Linked DNA regions of Mus musculus: region 1 is linked to region 2. Evidence: chromatin contacts called from public Hi-C data. All regions are on one chromosome and are shown on one strand. Each heading gives the region's core, a stretch centred on a gene start, on an enhancer-like site or on the middle of the called end of the contact. The rest is flanking DNA. Distances are from core to core; before and after follow the strand shown.

Region 1 (4,140 bases), core at 1,081-3,580, 750 kb after region 2:
GTGACATGGTTGAGCTCAGCCATTACGAGCTCCCTTCCCCTTTTGCCTTTCTCTCTTATGGATATTGAAGCACACAGGAAGTGTGTGTATTTCTGGTAAGTTCACCCATCTTTCCATAGCTGCTGGGCAGTTCTCCTCGGAATATGACAACACTGGACACTTCCTGTTCTCAACTTAGGAGCCTAATCCTAAAACTGTGAGAGGATGGAAAGAGTCTGGAGAACATATTGTCGTGTTATCATTGCTGCTGCCTTGAGATCTTTTTTGAGACTCTTCCTTTGTTGCTGAAACCTTTTCCCTTGGCAGCCAGCGAGGCTCCACAGGAAGAAGCAAAATTGTACCTTTGCTGCCAATTTCTAGGTGAAATTTGCTAAAAATATGTATTCTCTGTAGGCCTGATTTGATTAGACTTAAATTTTCTTTCTACGAATTTTGTAAATACTAAACGAAGGGCAGGTGTTCTATTTTGGGCAACGTGCAGCTTTTGAGGAAGAAAAACAGTGAATGGGTTGACATCCAGGTACACATTGCAGGTGAGTAGAATTGGTTATAGTCTTGACACATCTGAGTTTCTAGTTTACAACACTTTACAAGCTGGGTAGGCATGGTGGGACATGCCTGTGATCCTCCAAGGGGGCTGAGACAAAAAAAAATGTGAATTCAGGAATAGCCTGGGCAACACTGATTCTCTCTCTCTCTCTCTCTCTCTCTCTCTCTCTCTCTCCATATATATAGGTATGTATATGTATACACATATGCATGTATACATATATACACACAACCCTTTAAGTTAACGTTAAGTTAATGTGTAATTTCTTATTCTTGGCCTTGATCAATGAAAAATAGTAAGCCAAATAAAAGTCTTATTTCTGGAAAATCAATAGTCCTTGGGTGGGACCATTAGACATTTCCCAGGCTAGAACAATGAAAGAATGAGTAGCTCCTTTTTGTTTCACTTCTACAGTCTGAGTAACTTTTAAGTGGCAGTATTTGCCTTTTAATACTTGCAGCCAATATCTTCCCATGGTGCCCACTAGTATACATTTCTCTACAAATGCAGCCACTACTTATTCTCCCAGACACAATATTTATTCTTGCTTCTGTGCAGGTTTCTAAATGGTGTATGAGGCGTATAACATAAGAAGTGTCTCAGTTGAGGCCCATTGGACTTGCAAACTTTATATGCCCCAGTACAGGGGAACGCCAGGGCCAAAAAGGGGGAGTGGGTGGGCAGGGGAGTGGGGGTGGGTGGGTATGGGGGACTTTTGGTATAGCATTGGAAATGTAAATGAGCTAAATACCTAATAAAAAGGGGGAAAAAAGAAAATAAAACAGATAAACAAAATAAAAAAAAAAGAAGTGTCTCAGTTACTTCAGGCTCCTCCACTTGCTTATCTTTTTGTGTCTGTGGTATGTATGTAAATGTCTGTGTTCATGTGTATATACACATGTGTGCAGTTGCACATATATATCTCTGCATGCTCAGAGTTCAATATTGGCATCTTCCTCAGCTGATCTCTCTGTTTTTTTTTTCTTTTTAAAAAAATTAGCATATTTTAAATTGAAATAAAATTACATCACTTTCCCCCTCTCTTTGCTCCCTTAAGCCTCTCCTAGGGACCCCCTCTCTCTCTAGGGACTCACCAACTCTAATGCTCACCTACTGTAAAGTTAATAGCCCCTTTTTCTTTTGTTCTTGTTGTAACATACATATGTAGGTAGTATACACATGTATGCATGTATGCATAAATATATCAATACAGCCTGATGCATTATTTTTTGTTTTCTGTGTGTATGTGATTTCAGACATGCCCACTCGGCATTTGACAACAATAAGACTAATTCCTGGGAGAGGCTACTTTTCTTTCTCTCCATGGTCATTTGTTGCCTATAGTTCTTTGCCTAGGGGTGGAGCTTTGAGAAACCTCCCCCTTTCTATATTAGCATGTTTATTGGTAATATCATTGTTCTATCTTATGTATGCAGCCATTTCTAGGGTGGTCCCATGACTGCTGAAGATACCACATCTTAGGACACCAGGATTCAGATGATTCATGCTGGATCTGACCAACAAGCCTCCTTCCTGCAGTCCAGTGCCAATGGTGCCAGAAATACTATGCCAGATACCAGGGCAGGGAGGCAATCAAGCAGCCCTACCTATCTGCTACATTTATGAACCGTGACATCTACTCAGGATATTCATACCTCAAGTGGCACTCACAAGTTGATAGTAATCAGCAGCTGTCTAATTGGACTTAAGATCCACTCAACAGAAAGGAAACCATGCCTGGTATTGGGAAATTAGCCAACTTCCCATGGTTAATGAGGTCATGGGTCTTAGAAAAGAATCTACTACAACCACTTTGCTAGGCCATAATAATTTCGTACTGTAGTCTAACTCTTATCCTTATACCCACATATAATGTAGCTCCACCCTTCAAAAGCAAACAGGAAACTACAACTAAACACAATGCAGAGATCAAAGGATGGTGGGGATCCCAGCCTCAACAGATACATCTACATCACAGCTTCTGCATCTGTGGATCATAGGACATTGAGGAAGAGAAGGAAAAAAGATTTCAAAATACAGAATGCCAGAAAGTCTGCTGTAAACGTGTCCCCTCTTATTTTTTCTTTTTATTTATTCTTCTCTTATACAATACAATACAATACAATACAATACAATACAATACAATACAATACAAAACAACCACAGCATCCCCTCCCTCCACTCCTCCCAGTCCCCCACCATCTCTCCTCTACCCCAGATTCAATGCTTCGCCATTTCCCTTCAGAAAATGGCAGGTCTCCCAAGAATATCAACTGAACACAGCCGTAGCAAGATGCAGCAAGATCCTCATAATCACAAACCCTCACAATCAAGGCTGGATGAGGCAATCAAGTAGGAGGGAAAGGATTCCAAGAACAGGCAAAAGAGTCAGATATTCCCACTCCCACTGTTAGGAGTCCAACAAAACCCCAAGCTAAACAAACACCACATATTTGCAAAGGACCTACAGATCTGTGAAGGCACCATGATTACCACTTCAGTCTCTGTGAGCCCCTATGAGCCCTGCTTAGTTAATTCTGAGGGCCATGTTCTTCTGGTGCTTTGACCCCTCTGGCTCTTAAAATTCTTCCTCCCCCTCTTCCACAGGGCTCCCTAAGCTCTGCATAATGTTTGGTTATGGTTCTCTGGATCTGCTCCTATCAGATGCTGGTGGAAGCCTCTCTGCTGCTAATAGGGCTAGGCACTGATCCTAAGTCTCTGGGCCATCCAGCTTCCAGTTCCTGGCCATCCAGGGTTAGCACCTTCTTGTGGCTTGAACCTCAAGTTAGACTAGTCACTGGTTGGCCACTCCCAAATCTCTAAGCCACTCTTGCCCCAGCACACCTTGCAAGCAGGTCAGGTTGTGGGTAGAATGTTTTGTGGCTGGGTTGGTGTCCCAGTCTCACCACTGAATGCCTTGCCTGGTTACAGAAGATGGCTGGTTCAGGCTCCATATTCTCCATTTACTAGGAGGCCTCACTAGGATCACCCTCAGAGATTCCAGGGAATTTCCATTGCACTAGGTCTCCACAACTATCCCCAAATGTCCCCTAGTTCCAGTCTTCTCTCCCCATACTCTCTTCTTCCTTCCTCCCCCCCCCTTCCCCAACCTGATCCCTCTTGTTCCCATGCCTGCCTGCCCCAGTCCACTCAGAAAATGTCTACTCTATTTCCCCATCTCAGGAAGGTCTATGCAAGAGCTCTCCTTATTATGTAGCTTTTCTGGATCTGTGGGTTGTAGCATTTGCATCACCTTTGTTTAGTGGGTGATATACACTTGTAAGCAAGTGTGTTTCATGTTTGTCTTTCTGGGCTTCACTCACGATGATTTCTTTTTCCTAGATTTATTCATGTCCCTGAAAATTTTTGTAATATCATTTTTAACTGCTGAGTAATACTCGATTGTATAAATATACCACATTTTCCTTACCCGTTCTTCAGGTGTTCTTCTCTTAGTTTTTAAGACAGCATCTCTCACCACCTGAAGCTCATTGATTCACCTAGGCTGGCCACCATGCTCCAAGGATCTATCTGTCTCCACCTCCCCTGACACTTGCATCACAGAAAAACCCAGCTTTTTACGTTGGTGT
Region 2 (4,614 bases), core at 893-3,392:
TAATGAGATATGACTCCCTCTTCTGGTGTGTCTGAAGACAGCCACAGTGTACTTACATATAATAAATAAATAAATCTTTAAAAAAAATAAAAAAGAAATAAAAAAGAAAAGACATCATGAATTTTCAGACAAATGGATGGAACTTGAGAATATCATCCTGAGTGAGGTAATGCAGACCCAGGAAGACATGCATGTTATGTACTCACTTATAAGTGGACATTAGCCATAAAGTGCAAGACAACCACAGGCCTAAAGAAACTGGGTAGTAAGAAGGTCCCAAGGGAGGATGCAAAAATCTCACTCAGAAAGGGAGATTAAACAGTCATCAGAGATGAACTGAGAAAGACGAAGAAGGGACAGGGATGGCAATCAGGTGTGGGGAGAAGAGGGCAGAGGAGGAGAAAGGAGGGGCCAAGGAGGCCAGGGACTGAGTGGGGTGGGGGGCGCATCTCTGGGACCAGCTGGAGGCCTGGGACTGGGAGAACACAGGCAATTTGTGGGGGCGATCCTAGCTGAGATTCCGACCAGAGGGGGATATACAGACTGAAGTGGCCACCTCCTGTAGCCAGGCAGGAATTCAGAGGAGAGAGGGGGACATCAATCCACCCACAAACCTTCAACCCAAAATTTGTCTTGCCTACAAAATAGCGATAAAGATGGGAACAGGCAACCAATGACTGCCCTAACTTAAGACCCATCCCATGTGAGAGAGCCAACCCCTGACACTATTAATGGTATTCTGCTATGCTTGCAGACAGGAACCTAGAATAAATGTCTCCTGAGAGGCTTCATCCAGCAATGGAGGGAGGCAGATGCAGAGACCCACAGCCAGACAATCTGGCAGAGTTTGGGAAGTCTTGTGGAAGAGTGGGGAATAGAATTGAACAAGCCAGAGGGGTCAAGGCACCACAGGAAGACCTACAGAGTCAACTAACAGGGGCCTCTGGGGACATATAGAGACTAGGCTGCCAACCAGGGAGCACCTAAGCCCACAACACATTTGTAGCAAATGTGCAGCTTGGTCTTTATGTGGGACACCTAACAACTCCCACAGCAGAGCCTGTCTCAGTCTTTGTTTCCGTCCATTAGATCCCTTTCCCTCTACCTGGACTGCCTGGTTGGGCCTCAGTGGGAGAGGCGGTGCCTAGTCCTGTTGGGAATAGATGACCCAGAGTGAGATGGTACCCAAGTGGGGGATTCCTCCTTCTCTGAGGAGAAGGGTAGAGGGCAGTGGGGGAGGGATTTGTAAGGGTGGGGACTGAGAGGAAAGGAGGAAGTGGTATTGTGATCAGATATAAGTGAATAAAAACAAAATAAATTATTGGAGAAAAAAAACCCAATAAAGTCTGGGCTAAGTTCAGCCCCGAGGCTTGGTCCATTAACTCCTGGCCATAGGCTCTGGGGACAGCCATGTGTCTCATTTTCATGATGACTCCCGTGTGCTGCTGGAGGTAGGAGCCCAGAGTCTGTCCGGATGCTATCAGGGTCTGGTCTTGTCTCTTCTAGTTATATCACCTCTAGAAGGTGATTTTAACTCATTAAATCTGGAGGTCCTCTCCTGAAGTAAATGGGAATTGCTCCTTTCAGGATTGTGAAGGGTCCCTGCCCAAAGCAGCCTCTGAAATGAGGCACAAGGCGATCTCTGACTGAGCTTGGTCTCCAGCACTGGAAAGGGGGACTGGAGAGGGAGGGAGGGAGGGAGGGAGGGAGGGAGGGAGGGAGGGAGGGAGGGAGGGAGGAAGATGGTTTTGAGGTTTAAGGACCCTCTTCATAAAATGTCATTTAACTTTTATCCCCACACTTGAGGAAAGTACACGTAGCCAGGGGTTGGAAATTTCTTTTCTTGTCTCCAGAGAGTTCTGCGCAGAGTCTGTGTGGTAAGGAAGAGGGTTGGGGCCTACAGAGCTCTGGTAGAAAGAAGCTGAAGGCTCAGAAAAACTCAGGTGGGAGGAAACAAAGAAGAGGGGTCAGTCGTTAGTCCTTTTTCCCTTCTGCTTTCTTGAGGCTTCAGAAAGTGAAATTCTGATGTCAGCAGAGTGAATTATGGTATCTTTTTGTGAGTCGGTGTTTCACTTTCTCTGGGGAGTTCCTTCCTTTTTCCCAGAGGCTTGTCATGTGTCTGACCCCTAGGTCTTCCCTCTCTTCGGGGTCACTCTGACCTTCCTCCCACTAGACAGCTCATCCAACCTATCTGTGTCATTCTGTTTTCCATTACTGTGGCAAAAATACCTTAGATAAACAACTTATGAGGAAGAACAATTTATTTGCCATCAGTTTCAGTCTGTGCTTCGTTGGCTGTGTGGCTTTTGGGCCTGTGGCAGCACAGAATATCTTAATGGGAACATATGGCTGATCACCTCTAACAGCTAAGATGGAGAGAGAGAGAGAGAGCTGGTGCCCTGATATTCCCATCGAGGGTATCTTCTCATCGACCCAACTTACCATCTCTCCCAATAGTACCCCAGGCTGGTGGCCAAGCTCCAACACCTGAGCATTTCAGGGACATTCAGCATCCAGACTACAGCACTACCCAAGCCAGTCCCTAAGCACAAATTACTGCTGCCCAGAGTTCAACGTAAAGAAAACTGATGAGCCAAGGGGTTCATTCTCTGGCACCTTAACCCTTCGGAAAATATTTGCACATCAATATGGACCACTTTATTGATTCTTTTTTATTTTAATTTTATTTTATGTGAGTGGAGTTTTGCCTGTATATATGAGCAGTACTTGTGTGTGCCTGGTGCTAAGGAGGCATCAGATGCCCTAGAACTGGAGCAGGACATGGTTGTGAGCCCACCCACTATGTCTTCCCTTTCTGCAGGGAACATGGGTGCTGGAAACCAAAACCAGGTCTGCTGGAAGAGCAGTGAGTGCTCTTAACCCCTGAGCCACTGCTCTGGCCCTCATACTAGTTCTTAAATAGTGGAACATCAGAGTTCCAAAAACAAATCCAAACCTAGCTGTGTGAGTAAAGGGATCAAAACAGGAGCCCAAACCCTGCTAGAGGTAAAGATCTGCCTCCATAGTGTCTGCCCTGCCTGCCGGCCAGGAGCTTGGGCTCTACAAATGGCAAGTCTAGCCTGGGAGTGGTATCAAAGATGGGTGTCAGGCTCCTTGGCTGTGTGTCTAGCAGTGGGGTTGGTATGGTGAGTGGGGCATTAGAACTGGGAGGCAGAGGGAATTCAGAGGCTGCACACAGTCTGGCCATTGGTGGATGCTGACCTGTTAGAAGCTGGACCTGAAGACCGAGGATGGGCGAAGAATCCAGGGAAAGATGATGCTGATAAGGGGTTCACACAGTTGCTTCTTTATCTCAATCCCGGAAAGCACCCGAATAAAATCATGTCCCTCCTAATCCAGTTGGCATCCTGGGCCTTCACTTCAGGAGAACAGGAATGATGGGTAGACTCCAGGGAAGGTCCCATGGTGTGGTGAGCCAGTTAAAGCCATATCTTTGGTACTCCTGTTGTAAAAACCTTTCAACCAACCTACCAACAAACCAACCAACCTACCTACCTACCCACCAAGAGCTCTCACCAGACAGTCCTCAGCCTTCTGCCATTTTTCTTGGTTTCTCTTTCCTTCCCATCTCTCCCTGACATCTCCTTCTAAGATGAGTGCTGGGCATATATGACTCTACAAAAAGAGCAGCATAGGACAGGATGTACGTTTTCTGAAAGACCATGAGCAGCAAAGACATTTCCCCCCCTTTCCTGGCTTGTGTGTAGTGAAACCTAAACAGCCCGCCCTGTGTGCCAATGTTGAGTCTGTGGAATCAGATGGCTAACGTGGATCCCTCTCCCTTCTCACACAGTTACTCCACTGTCCATACAACCTTGCTGGTGTATCACAACCCTGTATTTTCCCTCACCCGAACGTCCCTCATGAGTGCATTGATCCGCCCTCCCCAGGTAGACTCTCTGAGGCCCTTCCATCTTCTTCTCCTCTCCTTCTGTTGCTCTTCTCCCTTCGTCTTTTCAACAGATTTTATTTTATATTTTACTTTTTGAGAACAGTCTTAGATTTAGGGTGAATTTGTGTGACCAGCACAGAGCTAGCTAGTACTGTCTTTCTCTTTGTCTCCACAAACTTTCCCCTCATGAATGCCATCCGTGTTGTACCTCGTTGTAGTTAGGACAACACAATACTGGTGCATTATTGCCAGTGTCACGGGGCAGTTTGTTCAGTATCTTGGTTTGGTTTGAACCTGGCCTTTTCCTTTTTTGAGCAAGGATCTGGTGTAGACCCCTCCAGTGGTTATCTCTCCGTCCTTCTTAGGCTCCTCTTGCCTGTGGCAGGTTCTCAGACTCCCTATGTTTTTTTGAGTGTGAGACGCACTGCCCAGGTGTTTACAGGGTAGAGGGCTACATGGGTTTTTCTGCTGTTTCACTTGGATCAGTGGGGTTTTAGGCTTCAGTCAATGATTATAGGGGTGTGGCCTTACCTTAATCATGTGACACTGATGGAATTCATGTCATTGATGACTGTAGATGTGGACCTTTCAGCCTGGCTGAAGGGGCATTTGACTTGGGCAGAAGTCCTCCATTGTCTCTTATGGTGTGCACATTTGGTGTATGTGATATGATATGTGTGTGTAATATGTAATGTGTATTT

Evidence for each region. Hi-C and Micro-C count contacts between places; a contact is called where the count stands out from the background.
Region 1: a contact with region 2 is called in a Hi-C map of bone marrow-derived macrophages, with 17 read pairs. The contact joins two enhancer-like sites. A contact is called at or near these places in 2 of 39 promoter capture datasets (the C10 cell line and cranial neural crest), 1 of 15 datasets of contacts at CTCF or cohesin (pro-B cells), 1 of 484 Hi-C or Micro-C datasets (bone marrow-derived macrophages), 4 of 115 datasets of contacts at active chromatin or transcription factors (differentiating embryonic stem cells, embryonic basal ganglia, embryonic limb bud and 1 more) and 1 of 9 other capture datasets (embryonic stem cells).

Annotation. Positions count from the first base shown.
Region 1 is chr7:83,554,396-83,558,535 of GRCm38.p6, forward strand. No RefSeq gene overlaps it. Among named protein-coding and RNA genes, the nearest start is that of Gm10610, 5.9 kb to the left of the region's middle. Within about 2 kb of position 2,331, at least 4 of the 459 cell types and tissues checked have an H3K27ac peak or open chromatin away from gene starts, as enhancers often do. A contact at or near this core is called in bone marrow-derived macrophages, where this site is marked.
Region 2 is chr7:82,800,364-82,804,977 of GRCm38.p6, forward strand. No RefSeq gene overlaps it. Among named protein-coding and RNA genes, the nearest start is that of Gm29796, 8.2 kb to the right of the region's middle. Within about 2 kb of position 2,143, at least 10 of the 459 cell types and tissues checked have an H3K27ac peak or open chromatin away from gene starts, as enhancers often do. A contact at or near this core is called in bone marrow-derived macrophages, where this site is marked.